Linked DNA regions of Mus musculus: regions 1 and 2 are each linked to region 3. Evidence: chromatin contacts called from public HiChIP or PLAC-seq data. All regions are on one chromosome and are shown on one strand. Each heading gives the region's core, a stretch centred on a gene start, on an enhancer-like site or on the middle of the called end of the contact. The rest is flanking DNA. Distances are from core to core; before and after follow the strand shown. Region 1 overlaps Ipo8 (importin 8). Region 2 overlaps Bicd1 (BICD cargo adaptor 1). Region 3 holds the start of Dennd5b (DENN/MADD domain containing 5B).

What was found. HiChIP or PLAC-seq counts read pairs in DNA pulled down with a chosen protein or histone mark.
Region 1: an HNF4G HiChIP or PLAC-seq map of pancreatic cancer cells shows a contact between it and region 3. The contact joins the enhancer-like site here to the promoter of Dennd5b in region 3. A contact is called at or near these places in 8 of 484 Hi-C or Micro-C datasets (cardiomyocytes, cerebellar granule neurons, cerebellum and 5 more), 4 of 115 datasets of contacts at active chromatin or transcription factors (embryonic stem cells and pancreatic cancer cells) and 1 of 9 other capture datasets (liver).
Region 2: a contact with region 3 is called in an H3K4me3 HiChIP or PLAC-seq map of embryonic stem cells, with 15 read pairs. The contact joins the enhancer-like site here to the promoter of Dennd5b in region 3. A contact is called at or near these places in 1 of 484 Hi-C or Micro-C datasets (bone marrow-derived macrophages), 7 of 115 datasets of contacts at active chromatin or transcription factors (embryonic stem cells, large pre-B cells and stem cell-derived neural progenitor cells) and 1 of 9 other capture datasets (pancreatic islet).

What each region holds. Positions count from the first base shown.
Region 1 is chr6:148,816,383-148,820,853 of GRCm38.p6, reverse strand. It overlaps Ipo8 (importin 8), which reads left to right. Exons shown (of 25, transcript NM_001081113.1): 4 at 2,732-2,890; 5 at 4,213-4,369. Among named protein-coding and RNA genes, the nearest start is that of Ipo8, 13 kb to the left of the region's middle. Within about 2 kb of position 2,008, at least 22 of the 459 cell types and tissues checked have an H3K27ac peak or open chromatin away from gene starts, as enhancers often do. A contact at or near this core is called in pancreatic cancer cells, where this site is marked.
Region 2 is chr6:149,454,167-149,458,513 of GRCm38.p6, reverse strand. All of the region lies in intron 1 of Bicd1 (BICD cargo adaptor 1), which reads right to left. Among named protein-coding and RNA genes, the nearest start is that of Bicd1, 47 kb to the right of the region's middle. Within about 2 kb of position 2,248, at least 12 of the 459 cell types and tissues checked have an H3K27ac peak or open chromatin away from gene starts, as enhancers often do. A contact at or near this core is called in embryonic stem cells, where this site is marked.
Region 3 is chr6:149,100,120-149,104,502 of GRCm38.p6, reverse strand. Dennd5b (DENN/MADD domain containing 5B) reads left to right here and starts at 2,823. Exons shown (of 21, transcript NM_177192.3): 1 at 2,823-3,320. The coding sequence starts at 3,194.

The DNA.
Region 1 (4,471 bases), core at 759-3,258, 280 kb after region 3:
ATCCTAAAAAGTGAAAACTTTTAGCTATGCTTTATGCCTGTGTTGGAGTAGTAGACAGGAAACCCCTGTGTTTTATGAGAGTTCTCGGTGGCTTTGCTCCTCTTATGAACTAAGGACCTTTGAAGGTACTGCTTCATCTTGTCTAATTTCATTTACAAGTACTGCAGAGAAAATCCCTTTTGTACCGTAAGGAAGATACAATATGCAGCTTAATTTTTTTCCTCAATTTTTATAGATCTACGTTGTTGAATGCCCGACTGAACACTAGTTTATTATTTATTTTTTACCATTTGGAACCCTGGGACTGAGGAGGTAGCTTAGTTGGTAGGCTGCTTTCCTAGCATGCATGAGACCTTGGGTTCAGTTCCTAGCACTGCATGCAATGGTGTAGTGTAGTAGGGTGCAGTGGTACATGTGTGAATCCCAATACTTGGGACATAGAAGCAGGTGCATCAGAAGTTTAAGGTCATCTCCAGTCTAGGCTACGTAAAAGTTCCTCACAAATGAACAGCTCAGCAGAAATTACAGTTTGGAATTCTAATTTTGGCAGGCTAATTCTCTAATCAAATGATTTCATGAGGACATACTTGGTAGTAACAGTGGTACTTTGTAGAAGGAACATTTTTGCTTCCCCTTTGTTTTCTTTTCAATCCTAGTTACAGATGAGATCTCACTGAGAAGTGATGACTGTACTAAATGCTGTGGGATAGCATCTTGCATATTCCTTTTTCTGTTTCTTTTGTTGCTTTTTCCCCCCACTTATTTCTTTGGTAGTGGTTCTTCAATTTCCTATTTTTCAGAAATTGCCTTGTAAATTCATATTTGTTGTATTTACAGTACAAGAATTAGTGTGTATTTTCACAGGTACAATATACCATACTGTCTCTTTCTTAACTGATGAGAGCTAGGTTTATCCAGTTGACAGATGTGTGTATATGTATACATATACTTTATACACAGAGAGGTACTCTACCAATGAACCACACACCAGCCCTAGGCTTGCCCATTTGGTAGTCACATGTGTATCTGTCTGCCTATATATCTATATTTGTCCGTATATATACATATCTATCATCTATCTATCATCATCTATGTGTTGGCATATCTCTGTATATATTTATGTATGTATCATCTATCTGCATGTGTATACATAATCTATATGTTGTTATCCCTTCTCTCTGTGTGCCTCTGTCTGTCTCTCTGTCTCTGTCTTTCTCTCTCTGTATCTCTCTCTCCCTTTCTTTCTCTCTCTCTGTTTTTCTCTCTCTCTGTTTCTCTCTCTCTCTGTTTCTTTCTCTCTCTGTGTGCTGTAGATCAAACCCAGGACCCTATATATGCTGCTCCTTCTGGATATGAAGACTCAAATATAAAATAAAACAAGTAAGAATTTTTACAGAGTTGAGGTAGATTTGCTGTATACTTTGAATTTTTTGACAATCTTTTAAAGTTTATTTTTTAACTTTTTACTGATTCTTTGTGATTTTCACACCATATATCCTCGTCCCTTCATATCCGCCCTCTGCCCTTGCATCCCCACAAAGAAAATGAAGCAAAAGACAAAACATAAAAAAAAAATCTCTTCATAGAAGCTGTAATGTGTCACAGTGTGTCCCACAGTAGGCCCTTCTGTTTACACATCATTATTTGTAAATGTTTATTGCAATGAGTCATTGGTCTGGCTCAAGGCCTCTGGCTTCTGCTATAGCATCAATCCTGGATCCTCATCAGGACTCCTCCTCTTGTGGCCCTGTGTCATGGAGATCCTGCAGCTTTGGGTTTCCGTTCACATGCTTCTGCAGCTCATAGCTGAGGTAGATGTTGGGGTGGACCAACTCAAGGCCCTGCATCTGGGCCTAAGTGATCACTGAGTTGATCAGCCCACCAGCTCTCCTGCACCCACAGTACTGGTGAGCTCTCCAGCAATGCCTCAGCTAGTTCACCCAGTGCTGCAGCTGGCAAGGGGCAGGGTCAGCTCTCCCACTCTCATGCCTTCGGTGCTTATGACTCACCTCCACCCATGCCATAAAAGCCAGCTCGACTGTGCTCCCCAGTTAAGGTGTGGGGCCCACTCTCCCCAGTACTGCAGCTGGTGAGGGCAGGACCAGATCTCCTGCTCTCATGACCCCAGGGCCAGCTCTACTCACTGCTGCAGATGGTGAGGGTGAGAGGGTATCACCTCCACACCACCTCATGGCAGATGGGTGGCAGGGACAGCTCTTTTGTGCTCATACCCTCGTGTCTAGCTCACCCTCACTCCCTCCACCAGGGTGAGATCTATTGTGCTGTCCAAGTGAGGTGCAGGGCCCACTAAAATACCTTTAGGGTAAGATGGAGGTTTCATTTATTTGAGAGGTTCCCCCATTCTGTTTATTCTCAGTAAATTGTGCCACTGAGAAGGTTTTTTAGCAGGATTACTTTTTCTCACATGGTGGCTACATGTATAGTCTTTTGCTACGTAAGTTTGCAATGTATACAGTGGTGTCCCATGTGATTATATCTCCTTAGATGTAACTGGATGAGCATCTAAGTTATAAAGGTACACTCTGGTGTTCACCCAAATTTGAACTTGCTAATGACACATTTCTCAATGTTATCCATGCTCAGTGGTGCCTGACTGTAGGTGTATAACAAACGTAAAGGGAGTTGGAGAACATTATATCAATATTGTAGTTCTTTGGGGGATGATACTCTTAACTGCTTGAATTTGCGCATTTTCTTTCCCACCTCACAGAGTCCAGTTAACAATGTGTCTCCGAGTCATCATTAGACACGATTTTCCTGGTCACTGGCCTGCAGTGGTCGACAAGATAGACTACTACTTGCAGTCACCAAACAGTGGGAGCTGGCTTGGCAGTTTACTGTGCTTATATCAGCTGGTGAAGACATATGAGTAAGTTCATTTCTACTAGTAAAGAGAGACAGTGTCCTGCAGCCTCAGGCTCGTAGAGCAGTCTGCTGTGGAGCTTGGCAAAATCAGTTCATTGTGGAAAACGCTGAGACAAACAGTGTGTTCACTTGCTGCAGTTGGTCAGTGGCGGTCAGCCTTTCCGGTGTACACTGCTGAGTTCCAAGGCAGCGAGTGGTGGAACTTTCTTTAGCTGTTGCTGTAGATATACCTCAGATACAGAAATCAGACACTTTTCTGATGAGAAAAGGTAGGAAGTATAAAGTTCTTTGGGACATTTCCATGAAAGTTGCTGGTGAGGTACAAGACTTGGATGGCAGTTAATGTTATTTTTGGGGGTTTTAAGATGAGCGCTGCTTTTGTATATGCAGTCCTGTAGTTTTTCTTTGTTTTGAGACAGTATCACTTGGTAGATCAAGCTGGCCTTGAACGCACAGCCATCCTCCTGCCTTAGCCTCCTGAGTGCTGAGATCACAGCCCATGTAGTTTTTGTTCTTTAAGATGATAGTTTAGAAAGTTGTATAGACTTTCTATTTAGAAAATAATTTTAGATTGGCAACCATACAAGTGAACTGAGAACATCCAGGCTTGTAAAGTATATTTACTCTCAGCGAAGGGTGATATGAGAAAAATTTTTCCATGTTATTTACCCTGCAGAATGATGTGTGTGTCTAAGCTAGCAGATCAACTTTCATTTCATAGGATGAATTATGGTTTGATGAGAGTTAACTTAAATACTAAAAGAATTTCCATATAAAATTACTAGTCTTGGATTGACCCACCCTCTCTCCCTCCCTCCCTCCCTCCCTCCCTCCCTTCCTTCCTTCTTTCCTCTCTCTCCCCTTCCCTCTCTCCCCCCTCCCCTCCCTTCCTCCTCCCTTCTCACCCTCCCCCCTCTCCTCCTTCCTTCCTTCCCATTGCTGCATAACAAACCAACCCAGGGCCTTTTCCATGAGCCACATCCCCAGCCCTTGGCATTTTCAGACAGATTTTGCTTCGTAAGTTCAGGCTGGCCTTGAAATCATGATCCTTCTGTCTTAGCTCCTGAGAACTAGGATTACAGTTGTTCATTGTTGGATTCTTAAACTAGTCCCAACGTTTGAACAAAGATTTTGTGGCTGCCTGAAACGAGAATTTATCCTTTCAGAATTTCTTCCAACTTCATTGCAACAGCTTCGTAGGAAATTTAAACCCGTGTTTCATTACTTTCTGTTTTGTATGGTTAACAAGTCTTTTTCACTCAGTGTTTACAGCTCACTGGGAAGGAGAAATCATCACCTTCTTATTCTCTGTCTTTGCTCATGCAGATATAAAAAAGCAGAAGAAAGAGAACCTCTCCTGGCAGCCATGCAGATATTTCTGCCTAGAATTCAACAGCAAATCCTGCAGCTGCTTCCGGATGCCTCCCATTACTCTGTGTTGCTGCAGAAACAGATTCTGAAAATATTCTATGCTCTCGTTCAGGTCGGTGCGACTGCAGAAGACGAACTCGGAAGAACCTTGAGTTTGTGTGTACCCTGTAGAAGCATCAGTCATTATTTAGAATCATATTTTTACCTTAGAATC
Region 2 (4,347 bases), core at 999-3,498, 350 kb before region 3:
AAAATATTTAATCATCCCAATTTTAGTAAAATTAACACACTGGGAAATAAGGAAGCAAAAATTTATATTCTTGCCAGGTGGTGGTGGTGCACGCCTTTAATCCCAGCACTCGGGAGGCAAAGGCAGGCAGAGTTCTTAGTTCAAGGCCAGCCTGGTCTACAGAGTGAGTTCCAGGACAGCCAGGGCTGCGCAGAGAAACCCTGTCTCGAAAAAACCAAAAAAAAAGAAAAAAAAAAGAAAAAAAATATATTCTTTAAATATTCAACCTATCACATTATCAGACTTTAAGTACTGGGTAGGAAGAAAAACAATTTACTTCAAAATGTATACTATCTATTTTAAGAGGGAATCACTAATTTTCTGTCAGTTTTAACTTTAGTTAATACTGAATCATAAATATATCAATAACACAAAGCTTTTACTTTGTAATGTGAAATTCATCTAGAAATTGATTTCGCAATGTATTTAAAATATGAATAAGATCTTGGAATTGTTTCTGGCAAAAGCAGCATCCAGGCTTGGTACAAAACACAAAGACATGCAGATGTCTTCTTGGTTCCCTGCAGGCTTCACAGCAGACCAGGCGAAAAAGATTCACAGAAAAGACAAGAATGAAACTTAGTCCAATTTTGTTGTAATCAGCACTTCTAGAGACTGGCTCAGATCATTTTCCTTTAGCCATATTTAAGCACAGCACAATTTTGAAAAAGGGGTTTTCTGATAATAATGAACTCAATCCCACGTACACAATTTAAAACATGTTTACATTGAGATTCTGTACAAAGTGTATCTGGCTTCTTTCACAAAATGGGTACTATTTACTCAAAGATAATGCCCAAGATTTAGGCTCTAGGGAGCTTAACTGTGATAAATGTAATGCCTGTGAGTGTTAAGATTGCCCAGGACCTAAGATAACATAAAAGTCATTTAGGCTGTTGTAAAGTACAAGTGATATCACTCAGAAGGATGGTTTTATGGCCTAGAAGCAATGCTCAGGACTTAAGGATGGTTTTATGGCCTAGAAGCAATGCTCAGGACTTAGGTGGAAAGGATCTAGGATAAGTAAAAACACATTCTGGGAAATACAGGCAGAGTCTATCTCATCAGACAACAAAGGATCACTGGGTTGTAAAACTATATCATTCCTAGATATTCCAAGAAGAGCAGCTACACACCTCATTTCATTGAAGAGATAAGCTGTGTGTTTAATCAATATCTGTGTGCACAAGGCCTTTTTAACCCTCTACAGAAAACTTTACACAGAAAACTGCTAAGCAAAGTGTCTTCTTTGTGGGGAATGAGCCCTTTAAAAAAGGTATATCCTTTCAGATTTATTTATGTTTCGGTGACCTTTACAAAACTATGAAAACACAATGTTCTTTTTAGTTAATATTGTATATTTTCCATATGTTTCCTACTTTACACGGAGAAAAAAAAAAGTCAGGTGTGGTGGTGTAGGCCTTTAATCTCAGCACTCAGGAGGCAGAAGCAGATGGATCTTTGTGAGTTCATAATCAGCCTGGTTTATATATCGAGTCCCATATCAACAAGGGCTACATAATGATACGCTGTCTAAGAGAAAGGTGGAAAGGGAAAAGAAAATAAAAGGAGCTCCCCTCTGTTAAAAGAGGTAGTGAGGGGAGAGATAGCTAATGCTAGAGAAATTTAAAAGGGCATACTGAATCCTATTATTAAAGAACTTAATTTGAGTTACCTTACAAAGAGTATAATGCTCGGAGCTTATGTTGCAAAATAAAGCCCAGTGGCAGATGTAGGCTATTTTCCCTCAAGTAGTTGATACCAAAGACCCCAAAATAATACAGGCTATTTCTTTTCCCAACAGAACTTTGAGGCCCTATTGGTGAAGGCACCACATCAAGTTGTTATTGACCTCAAAGCTTCCTTCTGCCGGCTAGCTTTTATAGTACCAGAAAGTGCTCTGCATGCTACTAGTTGAAAAAAGTTATCAATATTCTTGCCCAGGTATGAACTGTGTGAGACAGAATAACAACCAGAGTGGAAAAATTAGGGGGAGGACTGGTTGAGAAATGTGATAAAAAAATACATTGTATACAAGTTTGATATTTTCAAAAAAATAAAAATATTTTTTAAAACTGGCTGGGCAGTGTTGTGTATAGCCCTGGGGCTAATTATATTTGATGTTAATTCCCTTCTCCTGTGAGGGGTTGTGAACAAGGAATGAGTCAGCACTTAGGTAATTCCCTGTAAACCTGCTTCCCACCTTAATTTGTAAAATAAAGGAGAGCTGATGATTGGGCAGATAAAAGGAAAAGTGGAACAGATGGTGGGAGAGAGAAGAAGGAGAAAATGGAAAAGGGAGAGGATGCAGAGGAGGAAGATGAAGAAAAGCAGAGCAGAAACACATGGCTTGGAGAAACTGCAAGTTCTAAGGGGTCTCATAAGCGTGGAAGATGGTAGTATAGCAGTAGATCTGCCCAATCTAGGCGCACAGTATGTAATCAAATTAACTGTGTTGTGTTTTCATTGCCTGGGCATATTTGGGAGGAGATATACTGCAACAGGGCAGTGGTGGTGCATGCTTTTAATCCCAGCACTTGGGAGGCAGAGGCAGGCGGATTTCTGAGTTCGAGGACAGTCTGGTCTACAGAGTGAGTTCCAGGACAGCCAGGGCTACACAGAGGAACCCTGTCTTGAAACAAACAAACAAACAAACAAACAAACAAAAACAAAACTAATAAATTTTGAGAGTTAGAGGTAAGTTAGAAAAAATAAAATATGATATATGAAAATATGTAATGGGGGTCAAATGTAATAAGCTCTCAGATCTTAATAGGCCTACGCAGGCCAACTCTATGATGGAAATACGATTCAGGCCATAAAACTTTAAGCATTTTCCTTAAAACTGTAGCTTAGCCCTAGTAACAATCATGGTCATGTCTGTTTAGCTGACACAGGGTTAGCAAGAACTGAAGTCCAATAGAAGAAACTCTGACCAGGGCTTTTTTTTTTTTTTCTGTTCTTGTACATTCATGCCCTCTCACCGTAATGTTGTGCTGTGTCTCTCTCATCACTGCCACATGCAATTTGACCTCTGTATACTATGAATGGGTGAATTCAGTGGGTTCTGAAGGGACTACTATCCTCAACTATCCTTCCATCTAATTAAAGCAATGATCAAAGTTCGTAAAATTACAGCTACCCCAAGAAAAGTACAGTTTATTTGAAGAGATGTAACTGTGCTTTTTTTTACTGGTAGAAATAACTTCTCATTTCTCCTTTATGGTTATAAAACAAAACAGTCTATAATCACAAAATCATATGAATATAAAATAATCCAGCTTGAGATAAAAAGACTTGCTAGCTAATTTTCAGTTAAAACACATTCTAAACATGTATATAGTGTTATCTTTAACAACTTCAAATACTTTCATTTGATTTGTTTTTATGCTGTTTCCAAATATTTCATCATTATAAATCTTTTCTTTTTTTAAAGATTTATTTACTTATTATATATAAGTACACTGTAGCTGTCCTCAGACACACCAGAAGAGGGCATCAGATCCCATTACAGATGGTTGTGAGCCACCATGTGGTTGCTGGGAATTGAATTCAGGAGCTCTGGAAGAACAGACAGTGCTCTTAACCGCTGAGCCATCTCTCCAGCCCTATAAATCTTTTCAATAACTATTGTTCTATGCAAATATCTATAATCAGTTAATGTATTGCTTCCTTTTAAAAAAATTCACCTCTTCTGTGTCTCCTTAATCAGTTCCATGACACCAAACAGAAATACAGTATTTCAAATGGTCATCTTAGAGAAGGGATATAGCTTAATGACAGAAAGTTTGTCCAATTTCATGTAATAAATGCAGTAAAGTAAAAGGTTAGAAAAATGTATTTTATTATATTAATAACATATAGAAATAAAACTCTTCAGTCCTATTGACATAAAAATACAAAATGCTTAATATGTTATATATAACATGTTTTGTATATATTAGTATACATTATATATCAAGCACTTTGTATATACATTAAGCATTATATATATAATAATATATAGTAATATATATGTTCTACATTTTAAAAACGCATAAAACTCATTAAAAAAAAAAGACCCAACATGGTGGTGCATGCCATTAATCTGACAGAGCAGGTAAACAGATATATGTGAGTTCAAGGCCAGCCTGATCTACATAGTGAGTTCTAGACCAGCTGGAAATACATAGAAAACAGGAAAGAAGGAAAGAGAAAGAAAGAAAGAGAGAGAGAGAGAGAGAGAGAGAGAGAGAAAGAAAGAAAAGGAAAAACGGGATTTGATAAGTGAAAGTAAATTCTACATTTTTGAATCAGATTTTATTTCAT
Region 3 (4,383 bases), core at 1,574-4,073:
ACATGTTGCTCTTGCAGAGGACCTGGCTTGATTTTTAGCATCCACATCAGGCAGTTCACAACTGCCTATAGCTCCAGTCCAAGGGATCTGATGCCTTCTTCTGGGCACTGCGTGCACATGGGATACATAGAGACCAACAGGCACATATACTTACATATGAACAAATAAAAACAAAAATTTAATTGTATTGGTTGGCAGACAAGATAGCACAGTGCACAGGAGCACTTGTTGTCAAACTTGAAGACCCAAGTTCAATTCCCAGAAACCACATAGTATATATAGAACAGACTCTTGAAAATGTTTTTTTTAAATATTATTGAGTTGTATGAGTTCTTTAATAACAGTCTTGTAAGGTTATGTGTGTGTGTTTGTGTTTATAAGTACGTATATGAAACATTTTAACATCTCTCCAGCTGAGAATACTTAATAGTAGTAGACATACATAAGATAGAAAAGAATTTAAACAAAAATTTAAATCAGCTGCTATACTACCAAACTTTTTTTGGCATGAACTGACCCCTTTTCTAAAACTATAAGGGGTTTGGCAACATAGTTCATCAGGGGAAGACACCTGCTGCCACGTCTGACAAGTTGAGTTCATTTCCTAGGACCTAGGATGATGGAAGGAGGGAACTGGGTCCTACAAATTGTCCTCTGACCTCCACAAGCATGCCTACACACATACACACCTCACAAAACAAATAAAATGTAATAAAACATAAAAAGCTAAATAATAAGGGATACGGTTTTCCAAGTAGCCTTTGTTATGATAAGATTTTCCTAGAAAGCCAAAATCTTGGCATAAGAAAATATCACTCCAGATTTTCTTGTAGAAATTGGAATTGTGACAGCTTGGCATGTTTTATGCTAATTAGAGGTTAAAGCTGAGATTACTGACTCCACTGAAGGTTTTCCATTCAGGCAGCAATTGTGTTAGGGACCCCCAACAGAATGGAAGGCAGTATTCTAACATAGCCCTGGCTGTTCTGGAACTCATTTTGTGGACCAGCCTGGTCTCCAAATCATGGAGAGTTACCTGCCTTTGTCTTCTGAGTGTTGGGATTAAAGGTGTTGACCCCCCCCACCAACACACACACACACACACACACACACACACACACACACACACACACACACACACACGTGCGCACGCGCCTGGCCCTTAAGGGAGAAATTTTCTTTAGTGATGTAATTACTAACAAAGTGCCCATTCTCCTATAATAAAAGCTCACCTATTCTCCATAATCAACTCTAATGAAACCCATAGATCAGAAAATTGCCTTAGCAGATAAAGACTCCCCACCAAGACTGACTATCGGGGTTTTGATCTCCAGGACCTACATCATGGAAGGAGAAAACTGACTTCTGAAACTCATTCCCTGACCTGTACATAAGCACAGAACCCCCCCCCCCACACACACACACATACATACACACACACATACACACACACACAATGTCATTTTAAAAAGTCTTTAAAATTAAAATAAGTTTGGTGAACTTATTTGATCACCAAAAAGGTTAAAGAAATGAAAGCAGAAGGAGTTGGTGTGAAAAGGAAGGAGATCAGAGGGAATGGGGTGGGACAGGGGGTACAAGAAGGTTATAAAAAGATATGATCAAAATATGTACATGAAGCTGGGTTGTGGTGGCACATGCCTTTAATCCCAGCACTGAGAAGGCAGAGGCAGGAGGATCTCTGTGTGTTTGAGGCCAGCCTGGTCTACAAATAGAGTTCTAGGACAGCGAGAGCTGTCACACAAAGAAACCCTGTCTCAAAAAACAAAACAAGAAAGTACATGTATGGAAATGTCATGATTAAATACAGTATTCTATATATGTTAATAAAACAAAACTAAATCATTACTGTTTACAATTTTATAAATCAGTTACTGCTCAAATGAACAGAAAGCATGTTTCTTGATTAGCACAAACAATAAATCAGTTTTCTGCTATATTTGACTAGCTTAGAATCTAACATCCTGCAAGAAGCCACCAACAAAAATAGAAATACTCAGTAAAATATTTTTATGTGTACTCTGTATAATAGAAGCAATAATTGCATAACATTAAATGTCCATATACATTACAGATTTCAAAGTTGGTTATTTTCCCAGTAGCACCATCCTGATACTACCTAGATTATCATCATTCTTTCCTTCACTAAAATATAAATGGCAGGTCAAGTGGGACCCAAGGTTCTATAGATACTGGAAAGAATGAACCAGGAAGCATAAATACTCCCCATCCCAAGTACAATCCAGCTAAAATGGTAAGAGAAGTCATTTCAAGGGTTCCGGAAGATTATTGGAAGGTACGATAGAAGCTAAGAGTCAATTACCCAGGTTGTTATTTACCCTCCTCATTTTTGTGTGTGTTGAGATGGAGTCTCACTAGGTAGAGAGGCTCATCTCCAACTCCGGATCCTCCTGCCTCAGTCACAGGAGTGCTGGAATTATAGATGTGAGTCACCACGTCCTGCCGGGGACTAGGATCTTAAAATGGTTTAAGCATCTGCATGACAGTTTAAAAATACGGTACAGACGTTGTGGGAAATGACCTCAGCGTGCTGTCTCCCTTTTCCAAAGCTACGTTATTGTTTAGGTTGGGTTGGGCGACATCCTCTCTGGAAGATACGATCCTGCTCTGCGGCTCGTGCTCAACCGACTGTTGGGGGCTGCACCGTGCAAGAGAGGTTTCCTCAATATTACCGCGGGTGGGCACGCACCCAGACGCGCCCCCGATCCTCCGAGCTCACTGGTGCGCGCCCCGAACCGCGCGCCACCGAGCTCTGCGGGCGCTCCCGTCGCGCAGCGCGGTTCAGTTGACCCGCGGGCGCCAGACGCTGCGCTCCAGCGGGCGCAGCCGCGGCGGCGCGGGCCTCCCTAGCTGACACTCCCCCTGCGCGCCCCTCCCCCGCCGCGGCGGAATCCCGCCCGCCCTCCGGTCCGCGCGCGAGCCCGAGGCCGCTTCCTCGGTACCAGCGTCTAGAAGGATCCCGGCCGCGGCGATTGCGCGGCCATGGGCGCGCCGGGCTCGTCCTAGGGTCGCGGCGGAGACCGCAGTCGGAGCGCCGCGGTGGCCTCCTCCGCGAGGGAAGCCTGCGACGCTTCTCAGCGAGGCTTCTCATCGGTTCACGCCGGAGAGCCTCCTCCGCGAACCCCAGCGACGGTCGCACCGGCAGCGCGGCGGGATGAGCGGTAGCAGCGCGGCGCCGGGCCCGGGCTCGGGGTCCTCCCCGGCCGCCTGTCGCTTCGCGCACTACTTCGTGCTGTGCGGGATCGATGCGGACAGCGGGCTGGAGCCCGACGAGCTGGCGGGTAAGGCCGGGCTGGCTTTGGAGGCGCTAGGGAGGCGAGGTGCGGGCTCCAGACAAAAAGTCGGCGGCTATAGCCGCGCTCCGGCTAGATGGGCACTCGTGGGCGACATAATGACATTGTTGTTAATTCCGCGCTCTGGCTAAGCCCCTGGGTGTTGGGTCCTTGTAACCGGCGCGGGTCCCCAGAGGGCCCGACCCTCCGCTGCTCGCGGGTGGCTCATGGTGCGCGGGACCGGGCTGTGCAGTGGTTCGTGAAGTTTGGCCCTGGCGGCGGATGCGGTGGTCGGCAGCTCCATGAAGGAGTCGGGACCGCGGGGCTACGGTGAGGTCCGCTCGGGCAGGAGGCCCAGCGGGATCGACCCCGACCGCTCTGGGTCGGCGCCACCCCTCCCCCTGGTTCTGCGATGACGAGCGAGTCACCCTTTGGAATCCTGTGGATTTGGCAGTGCCAGTGCCGCGAGCTAGCGAGGACCTTTGGACGCTTGGGTTGCGGCCTGATGCTTTGTTGATACCCCTGCCTGGTTCCTGAGTTGATGTAGTTGGACAATCCTCCCCAAGAGGGGCGCGCCGTGAATCACTGCCGAGGTGTCACTGGAGGAGCATGGCCCCCATTTGACGGGTTTGGTGACGCAGTGCGGGACTGAGCTGGGGAACGTACCCTGGGAACCCGGGCAGTTGAAGGATGGTAGGGACCGGGGAATGCGAAATGTAGAAAGCAGGCCGGGGAGAAATGACTGACTGAATTTTTCATTCCGCTTTCCTCCTTGGAATCTGAATTGTGATTTTTTTTTTTTTTTTTTTTTTTGGTAAGGGTGAGACACATAACGCCTACCACCAGAACTTTATTTGTGTCAGTGCTAAACACTTAGGTCATAGCCTTTCACAGCAGCTTTTTTGGAATATACCATCCCAGGTTGATTGCACTAGTATAGATTTTTTTCTCTCTTCCTTTGAGGAAAGGGCTGGGAAGAATGTATTAAATAATAAATGATAGTAAACAAAACGGGTCAGCCTTTACTAATACAGTCTCACGTCTTAATTGAGCATATTATTAAGTCAGCTTC